Regions from separate parts of the Canis lupus genome. Here region 1 is linked to region 2. Evidence: chromatin contacts called from public Hi-C data. All regions are on one chromosome and are shown on one strand. Each heading gives the region's core, a stretch centred on a gene start, on an enhancer-like site or on the middle of the called end of the contact. The rest is flanking DNA. Distances are from core to core; before and after follow the strand shown. Region 1 has its middle 190 kb from the start of LMO4. Region 2 holds the start of LMO4 (LIM domain transcription factor LMO4).

Region 1 (4,578 bases), core at 1,135-3,634, 190 kb after region 2:
AGTGGATGTGAATCCGAGCTCCACTACTTACCAGAATGTGATCCTATGTGACTTAACTTCTGTGCCTCTTTTTCCTCATCTGTCAAATGGGAATAATAATAATGATGATAATCCCTACCCCAGAGGGGTGTTATGAAGATTAAACAAGTTAATGTTCGCAAAGCCCCCAGCATCATGTAAATGTTAGCTGCTACCGTCATCATCATCAACAGGGCCTGTGAGCAAAGACACCACGCAAAGACCTGAGCGTGAAGAGAGGTGTGTGGCCCTGTGCTCGCGGGGAAACACGGTGCACCAGTTCCAGAGGATCTGTGCGCTGGCCGAAAGGCAGCGCTCAAGATCAACACAAAGCTGTGCCATGACAATTGAGCCGTCATTAATAGTCTGTTGGAACAGTTTGGGTTCACACAACCAAGGCCACACGTGAGGGTGGGAGGCTACGGGAGGGGCATTTTGGGGAGAGCATCTGATTTGTAAAATGCAAGCAGGGCCTGGCCCACCAGCTCCCACCACAAACCCCACGCTCCTACCAGGTGGAAGCACACTGTGGCCCGGCCCGCACGCCTCCTCGAGTCCCGTGGCTGGGACTGCTCTTCCCTCCCCATCAGCAACTCCTGACCTGGGTGTTCTCATCATGCTCCAGTTCAAGGCTCCTCCCGAGGCCTAGGGTGGCCGTCCTCTTCTTTGTGGCTGTGTCTCCAGAGACACTCTACATCACCACGACGGCTTCTGCTCCCCCTGCAGCCCAAACTCAGGAGGCTGATTTGCAGCTCACCACACTTAGCCACAGACTGATTTTAAAATCAGTCATGATTAGCCATCTCACCCCTATCTACCTGCCTCGAGATCAGATGCTGCCCCTATCTCACAATCCTCTTATAAGGGCCTGAAATCAAAATCTCCTCATGATTGGAATTTATCTGCGAATATGTACTGTGGCTTCTTATAAGAGCACTCTTCTCAAGTCTTCGCTTAATCTACCTCTCTAATTTATGACATGCAAATGATATTGCAAATCCTATGTTAGGCGCAGAAAGAAAATCGCAACAGAACGTGCCATGGATCCGCTACAATCAGTACTTTATTTGTTGTATCTATTGCTGATCATGACCTTCTGATGTTTGGCACCCCTGCCCTTAGACCTACACACCAATGGAAATGGATCTCTGAAGATGCATCACAAATGGGTCAGCTTTGCTCAAGATGCATGGGTCTCACGTAATACTACTATTAAGCACTGGTGTGCTTACTCATTTAATTTTAGGAAGACGTTTTTAAAACAGTTTTTTGAAGATTTGTATTTATTTTTGTGTGAGAGAGTGTGCATGTGCATATGCATGAATGCAGAGAGGGGCAGAAAGAGAAGCAGACTCCCCACTGAGCAGGGAGCCCTATGTCGGGCTTGATCCCAGGACTTTGGGATCATGATCCCAGCCGAAGGCAGATGCTTAACTGACTGAGCCACTCAGGTGCCCAGCAAGATGTTAATAAATGAATATTATTTCCTTGGGACGGCCAAACTATGGCATCATGGTGACCACAGGAAGGCAGACAGAGGTGCCTGGCTGCCAACGGAAGAATTTGATACCAGGAAGTGTCTCAGAAAGGACCCAGAACACAGTCCATTAGGTTTCTCACTCAATAGAGCAGCATGGAAAGCTCCCCTAGTCTAGTCATGTGCTCACTGCCTGACTCTGGCAGGCAGATTTTCATCCATGTAACGTACAGTTTAAAACATTTTTTTAAAGGGGATGATGTCCCTGTTTAAATTGGCCAGGCAGAGGGGATCCCTGGGTGGCTCAGCGGTTTAGCACCACCTTCAGCCCAGGGCGTGATCCTGGAGTCTCAAGATCAAGTCACACATGAGGCTCCCTGCATGGAGCCTGCTTCTCCCTCTGCCTGTGTCTCTGCCTCTGTGTGTGTGTGTGCGTGTGTGTGTGTGTGTGTGTCTCATGAATAAATAAATAAATAAAATCTTTTTAAAAAAATTGACCAGGAGGTAGTATAAAGGACAAAATCAAAATTCTTCACGGCTTCCCACGAGTGGCATCACGCTCTTTGGAGAGACAGGGAAGGGAAGGGTAGAGTTACACATGCTGGAATGTGTTGGGTTTGTGGCACGGCTCCTCTGGAATACAAGACAGGCACAAAACCTCTTGAAGCCATTGGGAGTCCAAGGTAAGCTGCTTCACAAACACTCAGCCAATAATAAAATGTTTTGAAAAGCACTTAAGCTTAATGGGTTGAGGTGTTAACTCAGTGGAAGCGTCTGTTACTATGGAGAGGGACTGTGAGAACAGGGCAACTCAACGCCACAGGGCCGGGAAGGGAAGGCCATCAGGAGGAGTCACGCCTCACCCAGCAAACACATAACAAGAGGGCCTCCCAGACAGAACAGGGAGCCACATCGGACCCAGAAGGATGATGATGTCCCCTAGAGGGAAGCGTGATAGGTACCAGGATGGTCTCCAGATCCCTTGATGCCTCTTGGTTTGAGTCAGGCTTCTTGAGTCACTACTGTGTCCAGGTCTTCTATGGACCAGACCTTCTAGGACCTATCTGAGTCTTCCAATCCCCTCTTGGCCATTTGCTCTGAAGCTAGGACCTTGCTGAAATGTACAGCCTGGTTTGGGCCTGCTGGTATCACAGGTTCTCATGTTCCATGCCTCCAGAATCTCTGACACAAGCCAGGCCATAGACATCATCAGGCCCAGAAGGTTCTCCTGCAAGAATGATGATTTTAGTTCTCCGCGACTACTCACTCGGTAATTAGTCTTTTTATAACGTTGTTTCCTATCAAACATTGCATTCATTGCCTTTAAAAGGATTTCAGTCTCCAAACTTCCTGTGATTGCATCATACCCTGAATGCTCATGTTCTAGCGCCCATGCCATCTGGCAGCCATTCTAGTTCAGGAGCTGTGCATCAATGGGGAAAACTGGTTCTTCCTAACACCATTTGACACATGCCTTCCTGACAGTCTTCTACGGTACAAGACACTGGGAGGGGCTGAGTCATCAGCCAGCGAAGTGCCTTCCTGACCCACACTGTTGAGTCATCTGAACGGTATTCAGAACCGTTGCTGTTGGCTCAGCAACAACTTAATGCTCTGAAATTTATCCTGCAACAGAAGTACCCAGTCTCCGAGCCTGAGATTCATAACATTCTTTGAACAGATTTTATATATATTTATATATATATTCATTTTAATGAAAGAATAAAATAATAATAAATATTTATCTACAGAATAAACAGACCTCTGCCAGCCCAGGTAGAGATGATGGGAACTAGGGTTTGATTTTTCTAATTACACACAGCTTTTGGATAGGGGTGGTCGAAAGGACACTTTATTCCTCTCCCCGTAGTCATGATTGCTCTGTTGCAGCTAATCAAACTCTAATTCATTACAAACCAGGACAAGAAACAAAAGAGAAAAATAAATAATGGCTTCTACTGGCCCTTAAAGTCCTATGGGAATCTCTGATTAATGTGGCACCTGGGCCCTGTTACAATGTGCACTCCGCGAGAGCAGAGGCCTTGTCTGGCTTGCTTACAGATATATCTCCAGCACCTAGATGAGCGCCTGGCACATTGTGATCACGTAAGCGGTATTTGCTCAATGAAGCAATGAGTGAATGAATGAATGAGCCAGGTCAGAGGCATCGAGAGCGGCAGAGGGGCCAAATTTCATAGTGCATAGAGTATGCAATTGAAATCAAACACCTTGGGTTGAGTCCCAAGTCTTCTGACTGGATGAACTTGAATAAATTATCTTACTTCCATTTCCTCACCATAAAATGGAAGTAGCAAAAATATATATTCCACAGGGCTATTTTGCAGATTGAATGATGAAATTCCTGTGAAGGTATTTCATAAAGTCGCAGTTGCCCACACTAGCAATCTGGAGGCTCCCTTATATACCACTGGTTCACCTCCTCCCCTGCTCCAAGTACCTGCAGTCTCCACTTCCTCCCCATACCCACCACAACTGCCTTAGCTACATGATTCATCACCCAGAGAGTTCCTGTCCCTTCCTAATGGATTCCCTGCCTTGAGCCTGGCTCCTCTACAGCTCCCTGCTGCCAATAAGCTTCATGGCTAAGTGACCAGTGCATCTGCATGGGGGCCCATACTCAGAAGGACCCCCTCTTTGAGATTTAATGCACTGTGGTTGCCATCTTGAAATTCTGAATAATTTAGTGTTTTTGGAAGTAAAGTCCATGAGACAACAAACTACGTGCTGGGGACTTAGGGCCACGTATGCCATACCTTCCACACCTTCTACCTCCTGGGACAGGTTCTCAGCCATCCGATTACCTGTGTTCTGGCACCGGAGGCCCTGCCCAGCCTGCCTTCTCCCTAATCCCTTCCAGTGACCATTGCCAACTCCACCAGCAGCAGGGGCCTGGGCACAGGTGTGGGAGGGTTGGGGTTGGGCAAGCATCCCTCACAATGTCTGGGGGGTTGGGCCTGGTGATGGCTGTCTCCACCCTCGGCTGACAGTGCCATGGTGCATTTGGCAGGTGACTTTGTGCAGGCAAGCCTTGCAACCACCCCAGACCCAGACACCTAGTGCAT
Region 2 (4,514 bases), core at 1,604-4,103:
GGAGGGAGGGAGGGAGGGACCGGCGGAGGGGAGAGGGAGAGGGAGAGGGAGAGCGAGGTGGTGGGAGGGGAGGCAGGGGACGCGAGGGAGGGGGTGCGGTGTGTAAAGTTGCGAAACTGGTTTTTCGTATTTTAAACAGCACCTTTCACATGCCATTGTGGTGACCGCCATCTCCCATTATTGTTCCAAATCTCATTTCATTTTGAAGATCAATGAGTGTTTTCTCTGGGTTTTCAGGACACAGGCAAGAATAATAGATCATTGAACTTTAGGATGCCTGTTAACTTCCTATACAAACACTCTCCACTTTGGTCTCACTAATCTGCCCTTGATCAGCAATTTAAATGCTAAAGCTTTGTTCCTCCAAAGGGGGGGGAGTGTGTGTGTGTGGGGGGGGGGGGGGGGCGACGTTACAGATAATATGCGAGAAGGCACTATTAAGGGATGCACAAGTTATATTCGAGCCAGTCCTGCTGTCACCAAAAACTGCTTTTAAAAAAATTCCCCACTCTTTCTAATGAATGTCACGAGAAGCAACTGGGGTATAATATAGGAATCAATTTATAAAGCTTAGCCTAAACCGATTAATTTGTTGCCTCCAATCCTGAGTCCAATAAAGTCCTAGTGTTCCTCCAGTCACTTATTCTATAAAAAGATCAAGTTATTTACTGCCAATTAAGCAGCCTGTTTTGTCTTTGTCCTCTGTAAGCCGAGAGTGGAGGCTCCCCCCGAGGCTCCCGGCTATCTGCTCAAGACATTCAGCTGATACCTCAGAAGGGAGAGGGCGAACTTTGCCTGTCCCCGGCCCAACTTGGCTGCTGCAAAAAAAAAAAAAAAAAAAAAAAAAAAAAACAACCAGGGGAAGGGAACGAAACAAGGACTCGGGTTCCTTAAATAGGCCGATTTTAAACACATTTCCTCCGAAAGAGTCCCGGAACGTGTGTCCAGTGACCGCACAATAAACCAGAATAAGAACTGCACCAATTAAGCTGTAACAAAACCCTGAGACTTTGGAAACAGGACCACTCTAAAACCCATTAGCATTGCATTTATCCGAATGCATCATACCTTTATGTAAATTGATTTATCTGATGCATTTACTCGAGGAATTGCTTTTTGTTACAATTTCAGCCCTAACCCAAATGAATCTGCATTTCCTGCCCGAGGTCTTTAAACTGTTTCCCCCAACGTTTTAATCGCTCCGAATTCCTTTTTAAAAGGGGAGAGGGAGGGAGGAGATTCCAAGCTCTTCCCCGCCCCCATCTTTGGTGAGAGGTAAATATATATGTATATTTTTTTCGAAAAGGAAACATTACACTGAGAAAAGCATCCAGTAACCCCATTAGCTAAAGCTCTTAAGGACAAGCAATACCTTAATGCTGATTAAATCTAAAAGAGATGAATCAAGAGGACTGACCAGAAACTGACTCCCCTGATAACTAAGGACGGGCCCTCATCAAGTTTCATTTAGAGTTGGAAAAAAAAAAAAAAAAAAAAAAGAAAGCTTTTAAGTTAAATAGGCTTATACTCTAGTAATTACATAGCCAAGCAATTTAGGTCCTGGGATAGTCAGTGAAATAGAAAGCAGAACTGGCAGCTAGAGGCAAAATCTGCCCCCCTTTAACAACGTCTCTGGTGTTTTTTAATGGAGACCAGGGGAGGGACAAACGTAGCGCTGGCAATTTGTAGTACAAAAATGGATGCTTAATTCATGTCTTGATTTTAATTAGGTGATTCACCGGATTTCTCCTGGATTGGAACAAAAGACTTATAAGCCAAGAGGAATTTTTGAAAAGAACCAGCAATACTGAATCCTGCTCACTTAGATCCTTTCTGCCACTGTTTCAAAAATAGTGTTTACTGGGGGGCTGGGGGGGGGGGTCGTGACTATTTCCCCCACACTACTTCTCATACTTAAACCCTCATTTAAGCACCTCCGGCCTTTCCCTTAGGAACTGAAAATACCCCCCCACTACCACACACACACACACACACACACACACACACACGCACACACGCACACACACCCCTCCCCACCCTCCCAGGTCCCCAGCAGCCCCGTCTCCAAGAAGAACCCTTTTGTAAGCAGGAACCGCTACAAAGCTGGCGGCCCGGGGCCGGCTGCCCTCCGTGCTAGCTCGCAGGCCGGCCTCGGTAGTTTCAGACTCGCGCATTATCCAAGCCGACGTATTGTTTACTTGCAATTTGGGACGGTCAAGGGAAGGAAGCCAAAGAAAACAGCCCTGGCCCACATCGGCCCCCTCCTCCCTCTGCCCCCCCTCGCCCGCGGCTCCCCAGCCGTCCCCTTACCTGCTTTTCCCCTATATTGCAATACTGCGAGAGGCGGCGGCGGCGAAAAGCGAGCGAAGCCGCTCGGCTTCCAAGGAAGGGGCGCCTTGGCTGGCGGAGCTGGAGGGAGGGGGGATGTTCTCGCAGAAGCAGGAAAGGGGAGGAGGGGGCTAAGGGCTGCTTTTTTTTTTTTTTTTTTTTTTTTTTTTTAAACGCGTCGCCCTGAGGCTGGGTCGGGGGGCCCCGCCGTAAGCGGCAGGCGGCCGGGAGCTGGAGTGTCAGGCTGAGTCCTCCGCGTCGTCCTCCGCCTCCGCCTCCGGCTCCGGCTCCGCGCGAGCAGCTGCAGGAGCCCGCGGCCCGCGCGGCGCGGCTTCAGGCGCGGCGCAGCGGCAGCAACTGCTGCAATCGCTGCTGCAAGTTTGGCAATGTGGCTTCACTTTGTATATGCCCCCGCCCCCGCCCGCGCGCCTCCCGCTCCTCCTCCTCCTCCTCCTCCTCCGCCTTCCTCCCTCCCGCGCGCCCGCCCGCCCGCTCGCTCGCCCGCTCGCTCGCTCGGGGCCGGCGGCGGGCGCTCGGCCGCGCTTCCTGCCCCTCCAGCCGGGGAGCGGCCGCGGGCACCAGAGCCCCGGAGCGGCGGCGGCCGGCGCGGAGGCCGGGAGCCGGGGAGCTGCGGCCGGCCGGGCCCGGCGCGCTGGAGCCTGCGCCGCTGCCCGGGCTGCTGCTGCTGCGGCGGCCGCCCGGCTCGGAGGAGGCGGCGGCGGCGGCGGCGCTGGCCTCTAGCCGGCTCGCTCGCTCCCTGCGCGGCGCTTACACATGTGTTACTGACAGAGCCGAATCCCAACTACTCCCCGGCTCTGCCGCCGACGTCAGCGACCCTCAGCCACTGGGCGGCCGGGTTGTTCAGGCGGAATAATAAAACCTGCCAATCCGGGGCAGGACAAAGGGAGGACTGGAACGAGACTCCGCGGGCGGGGGAGCGGGGGAGGCGGCGGGCGGAGACGGCCCGGCCGGGGGCAGGTGGGCGGCCGAGCCCCGGGGACCCTCGCGGGACCCCCGGCGGGACCCCAACCCCCTCCCGCGGGGGGCAGGATGGAGCGGCCGGGGGCGCCGCTCCTGCCCGCGCCGGCGATCGCGGGGACCCGCACCCGCGCGCCCCTCGGGGACCCCCCCCCCGCGCGCCCGCGCGAGCCCCGCAGGAAACTTCTCGTCTTGCTCAAAAATGGGTCCCCTCCTGTTGGGGAGGAAGAGTCTCCCCGAAACCTCCGGGCGGGGGGCTTCGCTCGCACGCAGAAGAGGTTTTGTTTTTCTGCCTTTAATTCGCGGGCGTTGGAGACGGATGAGCCCTTAGTGGGAAGTTGAGCGAGCGAGGAGGTGGGGACCGAGTCCGCAGGTCTTGCAGGACTTGGCCGCCCGGCCCCGGTCCCCCGCGTGGGCCCGAGCGCCGGCCGAGAGCCCCGTGGGCGTCTCGTAGGGGATCGTCCGAAGTCGGAGCTGAAGAGCTCACAGCCCGGACTTTGGGGGTCCAGGGGAACTTCAGGGAGGAGGGCTCGGCCTCCATCCACCCCTGCTGTGCAGGAGGAGAGGCCCGATTCCTCAAGCCCCCCGTCCCCCCCCCCCTCCCCCCCCAGACAGCAACAAGGAATGGCAACATTCACCATCCCACAGCCTCTGGGGAGGAAGAAAGGTCACGTCTAGTATAAATTTAACTGTTGAGGAATGCTTTTAGGGTGCTGCTAGCCTGAGAGTCTTTTTCCAGGGCCCCGAGCTCAGCCTAGATGCTTGAGTACCTAGTCATTCAACTTTATCTGCTCTGCCAAATAGGTTTAATAAATCTCTGATCTGAGGCTAATATTAGGTCTGATTATTATTAGTAAGTTCCAGAGAGATTTTTCTGGTGGAAATTATCATGAAAGTGCAAAGCCCTTCTGCTAAGTATCATTAAGTTAAAACCAGCCTTGTGGGACGAGTTTTCATATTGTATTACATACAGTACTGCTGGATTGAGGTAAGGGACCTGCAGAAGAGTCTGGCTTAGACAATGTAGTTGTTAAACATCTATGGTTTTAGTGTCTGTTGGGGGGATTTCTGTCCTTCAAACCATCAAAATTAAGGCTGCAAAAGAAACAGTCATCATTGCCTGGAACATCAAGCAGAGGACATTTTAAACACCAATTAGAATAGTCATTTCTTTATATTCCTTGCACCTCAAAATTAAACGGCTTACT

Evidence for each region. A called contact is a pair of places that touch in the nucleus more often than the background predicts.
Region 1: a contact with region 2 is called in a Hi-C map of skin fibroblasts, with 2.1 times the contacts expected there. The contact joins the enhancer-like site here to the promoter of LMO4 in region 2. A contact is called at or near these places in 2 of 9 Hi-C or Micro-C datasets (blood and skin fibroblasts).

The regions. Positions count from the first base shown.
Region 1 is chr6:61,622,022-61,626,599 of UU_Cfam_GSD_1.0, forward strand. No RefSeq gene overlaps it. Among named protein-coding and RNA genes, the nearest start is that of LMO4, 190 kb to the left of the region's middle. Within about 2 kb of position 2,385, at least 4 of the 20 cell types and tissues checked have an H3K27ac peak or open chromatin away from gene starts, as enhancers often do.
Region 2 is chr6:61,435,858-61,440,371 of UU_Cfam_GSD_1.0, forward strand. LMO4 (LIM domain transcription factor LMO4) reads right to left here and starts at 2,854. Exons shown (of 5, transcript XM_038541460.1): 1 at 2,311-2,854.